Linked DNA regions of Bombyx mori: region 2 is linked to region 1. The links are chromatin contacts, called in public Hi-C maps. All regions are on one chromosome and are shown on one strand. Each heading gives the region's core, a stretch centred on a gene start, on an enhancer-like site or on the middle of the called end of the contact. The rest is flanking DNA. Distances are from core to core; before and after follow the strand shown.

Region 1 (2,933 bases), core at 211-2,710:
CTGTTGGAAGTGCAACCATAAATACTAAGGCATATAAGCCTAATACCCAAACACTGTTCTCCTTTTCGACAATCCAACTAGGTAAAGCGATGCCAAAGCTCATTGCTCCAGGTCCATCAGGGTTACCATATTTTTCCCAATTACGTCTCGCTTCATCATCTGTAAGAGCCTAAATAAAATAAATTATCATTATTATATACCATATGTGGTACCCCACTGCAGAGCAAAGGCCTCTCTATCCTGAATACAGTTCATTATTACTGTATTTTTCTATGAACTCTACTGACCACATATTCTGTTCCTATTCAAAGTGAGCTGAAGGTATTGATTACAAATTTTCAATTAAAGAATTTGCAGTTCGTAATCTAAAATTGTTCAGACAATGTTCAATGTGGAACATAAAAAAAAAGATTTCTGCCAATAGGCTTACAAGCATTAGTTTGAATAATCAGACATCAGTCCTTTGCAAGTGGGTATTTGATCTTTTGCTTCAAGGTGATGATACTAAGATATGCTATATTTTACTGTGGACTGGAGCTTTTTGACTTTATGTATCAAATAAATATGTTAAGTTTTTTTTTTATATTAACAATCAATTTAGGTCCTAGAAAAAACATCCATGAAATATTAATTATGTTTACCTGGTATGCCTTTGTGAGCCTCATGAAAGCCTTCTCGTCACCAGTTTCTTTGTCAGGATGCAAAACTAGAGACTGTTTACGATATGATTTCTTTATTTCAGCCTGAGTTGCACCAGGAGGTAGGCCCAAAATTTCATACGGATCAAAGTTTGACATCTCATAATCAAACTGTGAGACCTTGTATGCCAGAAATCCAAGTAGCACCCATCCAGATACTATAGCAAGTTTCACAAAGAAATTTTTCACGCTTTTGTAAGGCTGCGATTGTTCTATGATTAGTTGTTTGCTAACACAATTTGGACACTGACATCTTTCGGCTAATTTTGCAGGATCTAAAAAGGTTGTAATTTTTAAATCAGTTAAGCGTGAGACTAAAAAAATTCCGGCATTAGTAAAAAGCAGTGATGTACAGTCATCAATTAGGCATTCGATACTAACGGTAAAGCATTATGTGATACCTTCGACAAATTCATGAGACATTTTCAATTCCCATTTTAGTTAAAAGTTGTTATTATTGAAACAAATTAATACATCAAATCAATCTATTAATACAACAATAGAATTTAACATTTGTATCCATACCTTCTTTTCGTTTTTTAGGCCAATAATAAAATGTAGCTGGTACTAATATTAATGCAAGAAATGATAAAACAAAATAAAAGAATGTAGATCCACTTTCGTCATATTCGAATTTTTGACCGCCCATTGTAAGTATCAAATCATTCGGATTTAAGTAACATTAAATACACCAATGGGTAAAACTTAAAACCCGACAACTTATCAAAATTAATTTATATCAAGTAAGTTGACCGACAGAAGACGTGTCATTTAACATAGATATTTTTTTTGGTACAATTTTTCCTTATTAGGAATGGCAAGGGGATCTAAGCTCATACAGCCTTATCTGTTCTATATTTAACATAGATAATAATACACTTCTAATATTTCAGTCAATAGAGACGAGAACAAAGAGTCACACGCAAATATTAGGTTTAATCTGTGGACTTTGAAAGTTAAATTATGAGATAGATGGCTTAAAAGACTTTGTTTCCAAGCCAGTAAAATTTATTTAAATTTTTTTATGAGATAGATAATTAATGGATGTTCCCAAGTATCATGAAGACCAACAGGTAAGATGAAATAACAAAAATAGTAAAATTTTCCCAGATTGGTGGACTTTCCAATATGCTAAACACTTAATAAGCCAACATAATTCTAAAGTGCTTAAGGCCGAAGAAACACTAAATTAACAAAATAAAACAATTAACACAACTTCGTTCTTCTCATTTCTGCTAAAGAGCACAAATTGTTCGTTGTGAGTGCGTTTCACATTTAATTCAACTGACGTGGTCTTTGTCACAAAAGATTTGATCTTGTAGACTCTACTCCCCTTTGCCTACCCAGTGAAAAAATTAAACAAATAATAATAATTGTTATGACATGTGTCAAAGTCAAAGTTATGTCAAACAGTTATGAAATAATTTCAATGAAAATAATATAGTCAAGAATAGTCAAGATCCAAACTATACTTATTAAAGCGTAAGTACAAGGTTCCTTCTATAATTAACTTAATTAAAAATAAAATTTATTATTATAATTAAGCCAATAGTACAAATAGTAAGAAAATAATTTTAATAATTTCAGATGACCACAAAAATTATAGCTAGTGCAACGGTACGGGCTGTAAAGAAACGAATATTGCCTTCGAGAGCTGCTTTGGTACTAACACCGTCAGCTGTGAAAAAGGTTAAAGAAATAATGCAGAAAGAAGAGGCAAAAGGTTATGTCGGTTTAAAAGTTGGAGTACGACAAAGAGGTTGCAATGGTTTATCATATACGTTAGATTACGCGAAGACCAAAGAAAAATTAGACGAAGAAGTAAAACAAGACGGTGTTACAATCATAATAGACAAAAAGGCACAGCTTACTTTATTAGGTCAGTAAGATGTTAATAATACATTAAAATGGTAATGTAAATGATCAATAAACAACTTTAAAACATCTGTGATAATACTATGTAATTGGATACACTTCGCAATATTGTATTTACGTATGAAATTGAATTAAATTATGAAATAAATTCATTTCAGGCACAGAAATGGATTATGTGGAAGACAAGCTATCTGCAGAGTTTGTATTCAATAATCCCAATATCAAAGGCACTTGTGGCTGTGGAGAATCATTTAGTATATAATTAATCTCATGGATCTATTTAGTAATACTATTTGTATATATTTTGAAGCTTAAAGTTTCATAGCAAAATTGTGTAGTTTGTGGATATGTTTAGTGAGT
Region 2 (2,933 bases), core at 204-2,703, 74 kb before region 1:
AAATTATATATTTTTCTTGTATAGATCAAATGCGTGTTCTATCTAGTTTTCAAATTCAGTGTATGCTTATTTTTTTATCGACTATTGTTATTAGTGTGAGGGAAGTTTGAAGTTAAAGAATATTTTTATTGTTTAAGTTATACTTGCTATATTCGCTTCAGCCACGGACTACTATTTAATAAGCATTTTCAGTTCTATTTTTAGGTACCTAGTTAAATTCGGATGTTCTAAAACTTTACTTGACATTTGAAAAAAGATTATTATTTTGAGTGCTAGTTGTTAAGTATTTGTAAATAGTGTTCTCGTTTTAAGTGTCACGTATTGTAGTACTAATTAATGTACAAATGATTTATAATTATAGGTTTAAGAAATAAATGTAATTTTGCATTACTGTTAAAGTCCCGCCTTTGAATATAATGTTGAGATACTATTTGGTTGTTTAATTACGTATGTAATTAAATGCTAAATAACGTTAACTGCTATCCTCTTAATCTAAAATTTGATCGTGTATATTCTAGAAGTAACTACTACAACTGCATTACGAGTTAAACATTAACAAATTCTACATTGAAAGCTGAAAAAAAAACTAAGTTGAACTCGTTCGCCGCGTCGAATTAAGTTTGAGGTAGGTGCCGGAAACCGTTTTAAAAAGCTCCAAAGACGACTCCGTGCCCGTTGCTTGTTAAGTAAAAATAACATTCAGATACTTATTACAATACCACCAGTCACGGCCCCTTACCGGAGCCCACAAATATCACATCGACGGGTGAAAGGCTATCTCTTTTAATTAGAAAACAAACAGAGTAAGACAAAAAAATATAGATCTTGAATTGATGGTAAAGAAATAAACATACACCGTTCGTAAACGCATGTTATATTGTGAAATAATAAAGCCTCAGACTAAATAAAAAAAATGTACCAGAATTTATCTCACTACCGCGGTTGGCAACCTGCGGCTCGAGAGCCTCATACGACTAGTTCTATGCGCAAATATTATTTATTTCACAAAAAAGAAAAATCGTTCTGAATCGATTAGAGAGAATTATGCGTCATTGTCCTTCTGTCAACTTCTTAATTCTCAGGCCATAAAATCTTCGGGGACATTTTGGCGGGAATGCGAGGAGTGGTATTGTATGATTTGTTTTATTTTGTCTATTTAGTGTTTCTTCATGTTTAGATGCGTAATAATGGTAGTTTATTTACTGCTTAGTATCTGTGAAAGTGCACAAATGTGGGGAAAAAAAACAAGGCCGCTAGACGTGGCTTCTCGGGATCCTCCAAAAAGTCCACTGACAAAATCACAGTAAATGAGCACTATTTTACTGAGATTATATTTCATTTCATGTCATGTTTCATATTAATCAGTTTCATTTCATTTCACTTCATATTATGTTACATATAAAAGATTAGGCCGTATGGGGTAACATCTTTGCCTTTGCAGTACAATCTTCAAGAAAAATCTGACAAACTAGCAGTGCCAAAAAAGTGACAGACTTAAAACAGGTGACAGGTGTAAAAAAACAATTATAGTAGGTAGAAATTATAATTAGAATTATAGAAAGCAGAGTATTATATACACTTGACATTGGCGAAATCTAAAAGGAAACGCCATAAACCTAAGAGATAGATAGATAGGTACGGTACTTAATAATAATATTTTTCAAATATTAAGTGTATTATTTATGATACTATTGTTATAATAGTATAATAGTATTATTAGTATTGTTATGTAGTAACTAATATATTAACCTGTGCTATTTTACAACGCATAGATAATATCATAATTCATAATACACTAAATATTTGGTACAACGCGTAGTACTTACCTAGACCTGAACTTAATTTGCCTATATAAACAAAGAAAATAATTTAAAATATCGTCTTACGAAATACTGTAGGTATATCGATACAATTCTTGCCAATATAAATAGCTTAATCTTGTTAATTTAAAGCTACTAAATAATACTACGCTACTTTCATGTCAAATGTTTGTTACAATTTATCATTGCATGAAATGTGTAACCGTACCGTTACGAAAATTCTTAATAAGACTGCTTATGTTTAAATTAATAGAGAGATAGATATGCCCTTTTTTACCTAAGTTATAGTAAAATATTAGGTGTTATCTTTTTCTAAAAGTAATATTAAAGTAACATTTGAATGTACAATCTAGATGATTTAGTAGACCTTTATATCAATTGTCTGGCAAAAAAAACCAGTTGGTTCAAATTTATCCCAATGGTGCTCTGAAAAAGTATGTTGACCCTAAACCCTTTGAATTTGGGTCCCCTATATCTGCATAGTTTCTTCTGTTTTTAATACCACTCTCCCATTTACTTGTCGAATAACAGTTCAACTCAGTCACCAAAGTATAATAATATGACTAATTTGCAGGGAAATACTTTGCATAAAGACTATAATTTGCAATTAATTGTTACAAACAATCAATCAAGTTAAGTTAGCTGATCATGAAACTGTGGCACCAGTCAAGAATACTACAACTAAACAACATTAGGACTTTTAAAAATTTTGGTCATAAGAAAGAGCCAATCCCTACAGTTACTTTTTTGTGGCATGGATTCCTCACCTTCACATTCATGGGATTGTGTCTCGATTGGAAAAGGTATTTATTTTCTGTTTAAATGAAATTATTTAAATGTCTTTAAATATTTACTGATTTTAAATAGCTAAAGTATACTCTTTTAATTTTGACATAATCTTACTATAATATTATTACTTATGTTTTTTTATGAAAAAGGAATACATCTGGAACAGAACTATACACCACCCTCAGTTGAGCGGTAGAGAATACCTTAGGCATTAAGTCCTAATTAAGTAATAAATAAATAATATTCATAACTTTACGTTCTTAACATTGTTAAGACTTTGAAAGCCCAGTTCAGACTGAATAAGCTGTACTGAAATTTTGGTTT

Evidence for each region. Hi-C and Micro-C count contacts between places; a contact is called where the count stands out from the background.
Region 2: a contact with region 1 is called in a Hi-C map of midgut, with 3 times the contacts expected there. The contact joins the enhancer-like site here to the promoter of DnaJ-19 in region 1. A contact is called at or near these places in 3 of 7 Hi-C or Micro-C datasets (midgut, an unstated tissue and whole pupa).

Annotation. Positions count from the first base shown.
Region 1 is chr22:10,801,426-10,804,358 of ASM3026992v2, reverse strand. It overlaps DnaJ-19 (translocation protein SEC63 homolog), which reads right to left and starts at 1,460. Exons shown (of 12, transcript NM_001281897.1): 1 at 1,224-1,460; 2 at 642-973; 3 at 1-169. The coding sequence starts at 1,347. All of the region lies in intron 2 of LOC134200994, which reads left to right. LOC101738886 (iron-sulfur cluster assembly 1 homolog, mitochondrial) reads left to right here and starts at 2,035. Exons shown (of 3, transcript XM_004926383.5): 1 at 2,035-2,180; 2 at 2,286-2,577; 3 at 2,732-2,933. The coding sequence starts at 2,286. The coding sequence ends at 2,835.
Region 2 is chr22:10,875,186-10,878,118 of ASM3026992v2, reverse strand. It overlaps LOC101741956 (nucleolar protein dao-5), which reads left to right. Exons shown (of 6, transcript XM_062674987.1): 6 at 1-430. Among protein-coding and RNA genes, the nearest start is that of LOC101741956, 9.5 kb to the left of the region's middle. Within about 2 kb of position 1,453, at least 8 of the 8 cell types and tissues checked have open chromatin away from gene starts, as enhancers often do.